2 separate regions of the Bombyx mori genome follow, and region 1 is linked to region 2. A link is a contact called in public Hi-C data. All regions are on one chromosome and are shown on one strand. The core of a region is the stretch at or near the end of the contact, and the rest is flanking DNA. Distances in the headings are between cores, read along the strand shown.

Region 1 (5,430 bases), core at 1,383-3,882, 35 kb before region 2:
TATTTTTCAAAAATAATATGAGACCCTATAGATACAGAGGCTTGTAGGTTATTATGTAGTATTGTATACCTGACGTCGTGCGAAGAGTGGTGCTGGGTCTTGGTGTCGGGCTTGGGCTCGCCCCCCGGGACGGGCAGCGCAGTGGCCGCGGACGCTACGTTCACCAGCGACGTGAACGCCTCGTGCCCTGGAGGTACACGATCGCATTACCAACTGTTTCAAGGTCACCCACTCGGATTGATAAACTTAGATGGAGTTTTTTTTAATAGTTTTTTCTACTGATCCTGTTTTATTTACATGTAAATAATGATGCATGATTATAAAAGATTATTCAATCAATAAAACCATACGTGTTTTTTTATTGACAGTTGATACGAAACTGTCAATCAAAAACCATCCAGCCGGTGGGCATTAACGCAAAAGGTGGACACGGATAATGCCAGAACACAATTAAACCAATTATCTAAAATTGAAATTATTCACAATTTGCTTGTGGACCGTTTTCCCCAACCTCAAATCATATCTGAAGTTGGCGCGAGTTTCCGCGCGCAGAGCAGAGTTCACAAGCAGATTAATGATTTAGATCAATTATTTTTTCCTACCTATTTTAATAGTAACTTCGAGAGGTTATTTCTAGGTTCATCAAACTAGTAGGTGAGCTCACGGGGCTCAAGCCGGAGTGTAGCTAACACTGATCCTAGCAAGAGCCGTGCTTCGCAGAATCTACCGCCGGATCGGAAACGCGACCCACTGAGAAGATCCGGCGAGAAACTCAGTGGGCTGTGTCTGTGGGTTAATTTACTCGTCGAGCCCTTCGTCGCAAGCGACGGGTTCGACGAGGACAGTGACTGGTGCTTGAGGTACCTAAAAGCACCGTTAATGGATCGGGAGGTTCCGTAATGACGTGTTTAGGGTGACGTCGACTGTTTACCATTCTGTCCACATGATCGGGTATGTTAAAGATTTAACTGAATGTGAGTCGAGTGACCCTGAGTGGCTGATGGATGATACCTGGCGGCGCGTGGTGAGGGTACAGCCCGTGGCCCGCGGAGTGACGCTGGATGACGGACACGGGCTCCCGCCGCGAGTAGTGCGGGGCGGCGTGTTGGGTAGGATGCTGGGTAGGATGCTGGGCAGGATGCTGGGCAGGATGTTGGTTCGGATGCTGAGCTGGATGCTGAGCCGGATGCTGGGTAGGATGTTGAGCAGGATGTTGCGTTTGGGCGGGATGCTGTGCGGGGTAGTCGCTGTCGGCCCGCTCCCGCCTGGCCCCGGCGTGCATCTGCTGGGAGGTGATGAAGTCCGCCATTATGATCGAGCGCTGCTCCAGCACGTGAGGGTTGCGGCCGTAGCTGCTGCCGGACTGTGGAAACGAAACATTTATTTTAATATATATTTCGGCGCAACATCACTATTTAGTTAACTAAAAATAGTTATAAATAACTGTTTCCTTAACGTTACAATTGTTTAAGACGGTATTCAAGGGATTTCATGACTAAGCTACTCCCAATATTCTACTACGAGTATAAATACGAGTGACTGTTGTCCCACAAAACAACAGAATGGAAAGCAGTCGACGTCGCCCAAAACACGTCATCTCGGATCCTCCCGATCCACTAACGGTGCTCCTAGGTACTTCAAGCACCGGTCACCGTTCTCGTCGAACCCGTCGCTTGCGACGCAGGGCTCGACGAGTAAATTAACTCCCAGACACAGCCCACTGAGTTTCTCGCCGGAACTTCTCAATGGGTCGCGTTTCCGATCCGGTGGTAGATTCTGCGAAACACTGCTCTTGCTAAGGTTCGTATTAGCAACGTCATCAGGTTTGAGCCCCGTGAGCTCACCTACTAGTTAGGGTTACGCTGGAATAGCCTCTCAAGGCTACCAGCTTAGGTAGGAGAAAAAAAAAGAAAAAAAAAACCACAAAACATTCCGACTCGAGCAGTCGAACGGAGCGGAGCTCTCTGTTGATATTGCTGTACACTTGAAATGCAATAAATGGAATTCATTGAGAAAATTAGTCTTAATCACCACCACTACGGAAGACAACGATAATGATGAGGATAATAGCATTAGTGACGCTGACGTCATCATTTTAAAAATACCACGAAACCAGCCAATCCGTCATATATTTTAGGATTACTCAAACATCCCGCCCCCTTTCACGTTTTTTTTTAATGCTGAGATGGATGGACGAGCTCACAGCCTACCTGGTGCTAAGTGCTTACTGGAGCCCTTAGACATATACAACGTAGATGCGCCACGCACCTTGAGATATAAGTTCTAAGGTCTCAGTATAATTACAACAGCTGCCCCACCCTTCAAACCGAAACGCATTACTGCTTCGCGGCAGAAAGAGGCAGGGTGGTGGTACCTACCCGCGCGGACTCACAAAAGGTCCTACCACCAGCAAAGTAAGTTTCCAGCATCTTTGTTGTGACCTCCTAGAGTTCCGGTAACTGCCCAGAATCAGCTGACTCTGTCGTTAATTTAAGGTAATAGACCACCCGTAAGTACCTGCGAGAACGAGGGCGACTGCGGCCGAGGCTGAGCGGCGTAGTAGGCGGCGCCGCCGGGGCTCCGCCTCTTGTAGTACTGGTCGAACTTCTTGTCGTGCAGGTGGTGCGGGTGGACGGGCGTGCCGGCCGTGATGGACCCGGCCTTGGGCTCGTATCTGGTCTCGACCGGCGTGCCCAGGGTGATGGACCCCTTCGGATTTGTCACGTTCTTCAGGGCTCTCACACTGGAGTTCATGATGACCTTCTTAGTGCTGTATTGATTAGGAGATTCTCTTTCGCTTCTGTACTGAGCGTATTCGGAATTTCTGTACGCGTTCTGTTGAATTAAAACATGAAAATTTTATTTGTGTATTCGATTATATCGATAATTACTGATGGCTAGAGTTGTAGACGCAGCCACCGATCTATTATTACGAAGAATATACGGTGATTAATAATAATAGGTAATGTATTTCAAATATAGACGATTAGTAATAATAATAATTTTAAAGTATGTATTTTTTATATTTTTATTATGAGACAATAAAATACAAATCATAGAACTGATAATGGATGAAACAAAATAAACACCAAAAGAAGAAACATACACTTTATGGAACACCATTTCTCTGTAGTATTAATAATCAATGCTTTTCTAGTTTAGTCTTCACACAGAGTCCTACTTACTACTCTATCGACGTTAGACTGACAGGATCACAGATGTATTCTCAAACGTATTCTCAATATACAATTTTTTGAGTCCGCGCGGGTAGGTGCCAGCACCCCGTCTATTTTCTGCCGTGAAACAGTAATGCGTTTCGGTTTGAAGGGTGGGGCAGCCGTTGCAACTATACTGAGACCTTAGAACTTATATCTCAAGATGGGTGTCGCATTTACGTTGTAGATGTCTATGGGCTCCAGTAACCACTTAACACCAGGTGGGCTGTAAGCTCATCCACCCATGTAAAAGCAATAAATATATATATACCGACTCTTGAAAGGCAAACGTGACCAAGCGACAATAACTGCTTTGTACATAAATGATAGGCAATAACCATATTCGATGCGCAAAAAAATATATATATATTTCTAGGTCTATTAAAATAATTTCAATCCTACAGCTAGATTCGTTAAAATATAATTTTTTTCAGGTATTTCAACTTTAGAATAGTCTACTGTAAAGTTCACGCATTGTCGCTTAGTCACGTTTGTCTTTCAAGCGTCGATATACGAGGGCTGCACTAAAAGTATCGGGAATGGAATATTTCCACTGTTCCTGTCATATTAAAATCTTTTTAAGTGAAAACTCCTTGGTTTTAAAAATCGAATACCATTTATTTATTTAAAAAAAGATTCTCGGTCTTGTCACGAGGTTTTGTCAAACTTGTTTAGTCGTTGAGAAAATGGAATTGACCCGAGAAAATTCAAGAGCGATGATTTATTATGACTTTCGAAGTGGTTTAACACAAAAACAGTGTGATGACCGGATGATTTCTGCATTTGGTGATGAAGCCCCATCCAAAACCACAATTTATCGCTGGTTTGCTGAGTTTCAACGTGGACGTGTCAAGCTCAGTGATGATCCCCGTAAGGTCGTCCAAAAACTGCAGTCAACCAAGAAAATGTTGATGCTGTGCGTAAGCTGATTGAGGAAGATCGACATGTGACATACCGCGAAATTCAGGGAACTTTAGACATTGGCATAAGTCAAATACAAATAATCTTGCATGAACAATTAGGTGTAAAAAAGTTGTTTTCCCGATGGATACCGCATTCGCTCTGTGAAGAGCAAAAAGCGGCTCGCGTTACTTGATGCGTCAGAACTCTCGAAAGATTCCACGCAGGATCCTCAAATGCTGTATACAACATTGTATCAGGTGACGAATCCTGGATATACGCGTACGAACCCGAAACAAAAAATCAGTCACGAGTTTGGGTGTTCGAAAATGAGTTAAAGCCAACAAAAATTGTTCGTTCACGGAGTGTTGCAAAAAAAATGGTGGCCACGTTTGTCTCCAAAACCGGCCATGTTACGACTATTCCTCTTGAGGGACAAAGAACGGTTAATGCAGAATGGTATGCTAGCATTTGTTTGCCACAGGTCGGTTCTGAACTCCGTAAAGAGAACTGCAACCGCCGCATCATCCTCCATCACGACAATGCGAGTTCTCACACCGCGCACAGAACAAAAGAGTTTTTAGAGCAAGAAAACCTAGAATTATTAGACCATCCGCCGTACAGCCCCGACCTAAGCCCTAATGATTTCTATACTTTCCCTAAAATAAAGAATAAATTGCGTGGACAGAGATTTTCATCACCTGAAGAAGCTGTGGACGCCTACAAAACGGCCATTTTGGAGACCCCAACTTCCGAATGGAATGGTTGCTTCAATGATTGGTTCCATCGTATGGAAAAATGTGTCAAATTTCGCGGAGAATACTTCGAAAAGCAATAAATACATTTTTAAATAGTAACGTTGTGTCACTTCGTTAATTCCCGAAATTTTCAGTGCCGCCTAGGTATATACATTTTTACAATTTATTTTTGTATGTATAATGTTAATAATGTCGTCAAGACTAAAAGTAGACTTACCGTCTTAGCAGGCGTCGGGAAGGCGAGGTCGGACCTCCTGTCGGTCCTCTTGACGGTGAGGTCCAGCAGCGAGTCCGGGCGGGGCTCGATGAGCACCACCACGCCGTCCTTGTCCCCGGACACCGGCGTGATGGTGGCCGTGGGGCGCGGGGAGCGGGGCGACGGGCTGCCGTGGCCGCCGTGACCACCGTGACCACCGTGCCCACCGTGGCCGCCGTGACTGCTGTTCACCACCGTGAGGGTCGCCAGGCTGTCGTTGCTCGATCTGTTCGGCGTCGATGACGGAGTCTACCGAACGAAGGCACGGATGAGACGAGATACCAATAAAGTTTAGTACATA
Region 2 (5,064 bases), core at 1,759-4,258:
ACGCGACCCACTGAGAAGATCCGGCGAGAAACTCAGTGTGCTGTATCTATAGGTTAATTTGCTCGTCGAGCCCTTCGTCGCAAGCGATGGGTTCGAGCAACTCATTCCCACTTTGTGCAATCTTCTAGATAATCATTGGCTTTATAGAAAGCATGTCTCTAGCTGTAGTTAGGTAAGTGAGGAATAGTGGTGGGAGGTGGGTGTGGTGGTTACCCTGGGAGCGCTGCAACCGCGTGGTGACGCCGGCGGGCAGGTCGGGCTCCGGGGCGGCGCGCTGCGGGTTCCGCGTCGAGCGACGCTGCCGGGGCTTGCGCAGCAGCTGCTTGTAGTTCTCAGACTTCTTCGATAAATAGTAGAATCTGTACACGACACTTATGCGCTTAGTGCGAGTGTTTTAACGTTCTCGATAGCGTAAAAGTTAACTCGAATTTGTATCCAGTTGGAACGTTTGCCTGCGTTTGCCGTTAGGGGCGCTACCGCATACAAATTTAAATGTCTTTAGAACACAACTTTATACGGAAACCAGGGGCTTAATGGGCTAGCTGACGACACCCTCGTGTCAGCTGATCCACCTTCAAAGGTATATCCAACTTGAAGCATAATATTGATGACTTAAATGCATTAATCAAACTAGAAGGATTGATTTGTTCGCAACAGATATAAACAAGCTGCTGGTTACAGATTGAAGCGATCACTACAAAAAAAAATATATATATATACACATAAACTTATGTTACTGGTAAGGAGTATTTTAAGTCTGCAAAGGAATTGTCTGGAATGAATTGTCCACCATCCTGTTTATTCCTGCCACGAAGCAGTTATGAGTTTTGGTTTGGAAGGTACGCATGATCTTTATAGAATAGAATTGAGACTTCAAATCAGACGTTCATATTGTGATCTCTATGGGTTCCATTAAACAATCACAGCGCGTGATGTCATATGTGGCTAAGGGTTATATACAATTAGGGTACGATCAACGATTAGCTTATCACATGTGTTAGCCCCAAATGAGGTCACCCGTAATGCAAATGCGTAATGTTTTTTACTGGTGGTAGGACCTCTTGTGATTCCACGCTGGTAGGTACCACCGCCCCGCCTATTTCTGCCGTGAAGCAGTAACGCGTTTCGGTTTGAAGGGTGGGACAGCCGTTGTAACTGTACTGAGATTTTAGAACTTATATCTCAAGGTGGGTGGCGCATTTACGTTCTAGATGTCCATAGGCTCCAGTAACCACTTAACACCAGGTGGGCTGTGAGCTCTTACACCCATCTTAGCTAAAAAAAAAAACACTATACGAGCCCTGATCTCAGACCAAACTCAATGCCAATGACAGTGCGTGATGTCATATGAGGCTAAGGGTTATATACAATTAGTGCACGATCTACGATTAGCTCATTATTATTAGCCCCAAATGACGTCACACGTAATGCGTTGCGTGCAGACGAGCTTCGCAAAGATTGTATGTACATTTTCCCGGTTCTCTATTTAGAATAGCCAACGCACTAACCTTACGCAGTCTCTGACATTCTTCCTGGGTAAGAACGAGGCTATCGTTCCGAAGTTCTTGGGGTGCTGAAGGTACTTCTCCCTGAAGAGCTCCCTCTCGTTCTGCGACCAGATGTTGCGGAGCTGTAGCTCCTTGTGCTCCGACTTCATGTCGAGACACCTTCCCGGGATCAAGGCTAAATTCGGGTTATTGGACATGTTCAATCATCGGCATGGCTTTATGGTATAACACTTGTTTTTGGGCACATTCATTCAAGCATCTTTGATGATGATCGGAATATTCTTATGTTTTCAAACAATTAAACTTTTATGAAAACAACGCTTGAGACATGAGGCATGAGGTCGAGATTTGAATTGTATTACGTATCATCTGTCCTGTGCCCTTCCGAACGGAATGTATGACTGTTTCGCGACAGAAATAGGCGGTATGGTGGTACCTATCCGTGCGAGGTAACTTCATGATTTTACCGCACCAAATCCTAACAGGTAATTTATTACTGGTGGTAGGACCACTTGTGAGTCCGCACGGGTAGGTGCCACCACCCTGCCTATTTCGGCCGTGAAGCAGTAATGCGTTTCGGATTTAAAGGCCGGGCAGCTGTTGTAACTAGACTGAGATCTTAGAACTCATATCTCAAGTTGGGTGGCGGTATTTACGATGTAGATGTCTATGGGCTCCGGTAACCACTTAACACCAGGTGGGCTGTGAGTTCGTCCACCCATCTATGCAATAAATAAATAAATACCTATTGGCTGGTAACTTAAGGAACTGTATCAACTTCTCGCAGACGAGTGGGTGAGCTCACGGGCTCAACCTGAGTGAATTTGCTAACACTAGCCGTAGCGAGAGCAGTTCTTCGCAGAATCTACCACCGGATCGGACACGCGACCCACTGAGAAGATCCGGTGGCGATGGGTTAGTTAGTTAGTCGAATGGCGAAGTGACGGCGACCAGTGCTTGAGGTTCCTATGTGCACCGAGAGTGAATCCGGGGGATGACAAGACATGTTTCGGGCGACCGCGGCTTTGCGCTGCCCCACCCGTCAAGCCGAAACGCATTACTGCTTCACGGCAGAAATAGGCGGGTGTTGGTACCTACTCGCGCGGTTTATAATGTTGCGGGTTTGATTTTTATTACACGATGACGTTATTCCTTCAGCGTGGAAATCAATCGTGAACGTTAAGTACGTATTTCACTAGAAAAATTGGTACCCGCCTGCGGGATTCGAACACCGGTGCATCGCTACATACGAATGCACCGGACGTCTTATCCTTTAGGCCACGACGACTTGAATACCGGATTCATCCCTATACTTTTATTTTATTGCCCGAGCAGGCAGACGGGCATACGACCCACCTGATGGTAAGTGGTTACCGTCGCTCATGGACGTCAGCAATGCCCAGGGGCAGAGCCAAGCCGCTGCCTACCTATACTTAAAGCGTAGGTAAAGTCTGGAGAGTCGACACTAACTGTTGGTGTCCAGGTAGATCGGCGTGGTGTCGAGCGGGTCCCGGCGGAGCGGCGGCACCACGGTGAGCGCCCTCATCTTCTTGTCCTCATGCTCCTGCTCGTGCAAGCCATCCGCCAACTCCTCCAGCTCCGCCTCGGACTTCACCCTGGCTCCGAGCCGGTGGAACCTCTCGCGTTCCTCGCGCTGCTTCCTCAGCTCGGGAAACACCTGGATCGTTATAAAAACGTTTGGTATACTGCATTTTTTTTTTATTGCCCTTGCAGGCAAACGAGCGTACGGCCCACCTGATGGTGATTGGTTACCATCACCCATGGACCTCAGCAATGCCAGAGGCAGAGCCAGGCCGTTGCCTACCGCATAATACTCTCCACAAGCCTCTTTTAAAGAAGGACATGTCATAGAGCTCGGGAAACACCGTAGAGGGGAGCTCATTCCATAGCCGGATGATATGTGGTAAAAAATGTTGTAAATATATCAAAATACAGATGCTACTGGTGATATCTCCTGATACTTAGTTATAATAACTAATCTGTTTCATTTCATTCGATTTATTAAAGCTCGGTCATTCGCTTCCCGTTACAGTTTGAATCACGTTGTTTTATTTTAAAAAAGACCTCTGGAAACGCACTGTCGATGAACGCCGCGATTCCAGACCGCAAACCAACTTTAAAAAATAACTTATTTGAATCTGGATGTCTCTGGTACAAGATCTCGTGGACGAAGCTCCATGCGCTGGACTGATCAAGTGAAAGACCTTACCAAAATCCCCACTTAACGAGCGCGTGCGTCAACCTTCAGTTCGCGAGCTATGGAGAACATCTGTCAAGGCACACGCAAGCCTGCCCGATTTTTAAAAAGTTAATTTCGCTGTCACTTTACAAATTACTCACAGCTTTTACAAAATGTAATAAAAGATATTTCATTGTATAGTGACGGTTATCTGGATACTCTTTGGTTCCTTCTATATGGTGATGGGGAGTGCGATGGTAATAAGCGTGATTTAACACCATCGGCGGAGCTGCAGCGTATAAATCTTATATCTTTAAACGGGCAATTCTTGTATATACATCTATACTAATATATAAATCTACAGTGGTTTTTACGGATGTTCTGTTATAACTACTGAACCATGCATCCGACTGACTTGAAACTTGGTATCCATGTAGAAAATACATGTACTCAATGGATAGGCTAATATTTATATGAGTATTGGACTCCCTACACCAGTTGCGGGGGCGTTAATGATGAGAATCTTTGTGAGGGTGAGAAATAATAATGTTAATTTTAAATGCCCAACGAAGCGGACGGGTACAGCTAGTAATTTCTAAAAAACACAATTTATCAAAAAAAAAGAAAAAGAAATCCCAAGCAAAGCTCGGTCATCCTCTAGTAATAGTTACCTTCTCGAAGAATTCCCTGTTCTTCGCGTCTTTCGCTTTCCTCTTTTGACTCTGCTCGATTCTTTCGACCCTTCGCGCCCACTCAGCCGCTCGCTTCGTGTACTCATCTGCTAATACATCTTCTCTCTGCAAAATGAAAGTTTGTATTGGCCTAAGTCTCATGCTGCGATCGCTAGTGGTTCCGAAGTTCTGGACACCTTTGTCTTTTCCTACCTATGCTGAGAGCCTTGAGAGGCTATTTCAGCTTCTCCTTGACGTGTAGGTGAGCTCTCGGGGCTCAAGCCGGAGTGTTGCTAACACAGTGCTTCAAGAGCAGTGCTTCGCAGAATCTACCACCGGATCGGAAACGCGACACATTGAGTTTACTAGTGGTAGGACCTCTTGTGAGTCCGCGCGGGTAGGTAGCACCACCCTGCCTATTTCTGCCGTGAAGCAGTTTCGATTCGAAGGGTGGGGCAGCCGTTGTAACTATACTTGAAACCTTAGAACTTATATCTCAAGGTGGGTGGCGCATTTCCGTTGTAGATGTCTGTGAGCTCGTCCACCCATCTACGCAATAAAAAATAAATAATGAGAATATCCGACGAAAAACTCAGTGGGCTGTGTCCAAGGGCTTACGGACACCACAACGTGACCCTGGCTCTGGAATTAAAACGAGGTTGCTGTCCCTTTACCGGGACGAAGA

What was found. Hi-C and Micro-C count contacts between places; a contact is called where the count stands out from the background.
Region 1: a Hi-C map of posterior silk gland shows a contact between it and region 2, with 1.5 times the contacts expected there. The contact joins two enhancer-like sites. A contact is called at or near these places in 4 of 7 Hi-C or Micro-C datasets (middle silk gland, posterior silk gland and whole pupa).

Annotation. Positions count from the first base shown.
Region 1 is chr16:2,012,718-2,018,147 of ASM3026992v2, reverse strand. It overlaps LOC101744565 (mucin-5AC), which reads right to left. Exons shown (of 31, transcript XM_038016529.2): 20 at 5,091-5,378; 21 at 2,518-2,835; 22 at 1,012-1,363; 23 at 70-187. Among protein-coding and RNA genes, the nearest start is that of LOC101744272, 28 kb to the left of the region's middle. Within about 2 kb of position 2,632, at least 5 of the 8 cell types and tissues checked have open chromatin away from gene starts, as enhancers often do.
Region 2 is chr16:1,978,020-1,983,083 of ASM3026992v2, reverse strand. LOC101744565 (mucin-5AC) reads right to left here. Exons shown (of 31, transcript XM_038016529.2): 8 at 4,380-4,505; 9 at 2,979-3,186; 10 at 1,509-1,683; 11 at 214-359. Among protein-coding and RNA genes, the nearest start is that of LOC101744272, 62 kb to the left of the region's middle. Within about 2 kb of position 3,008, at least 2 of the 8 cell types and tissues checked have open chromatin away from gene starts, as enhancers often do.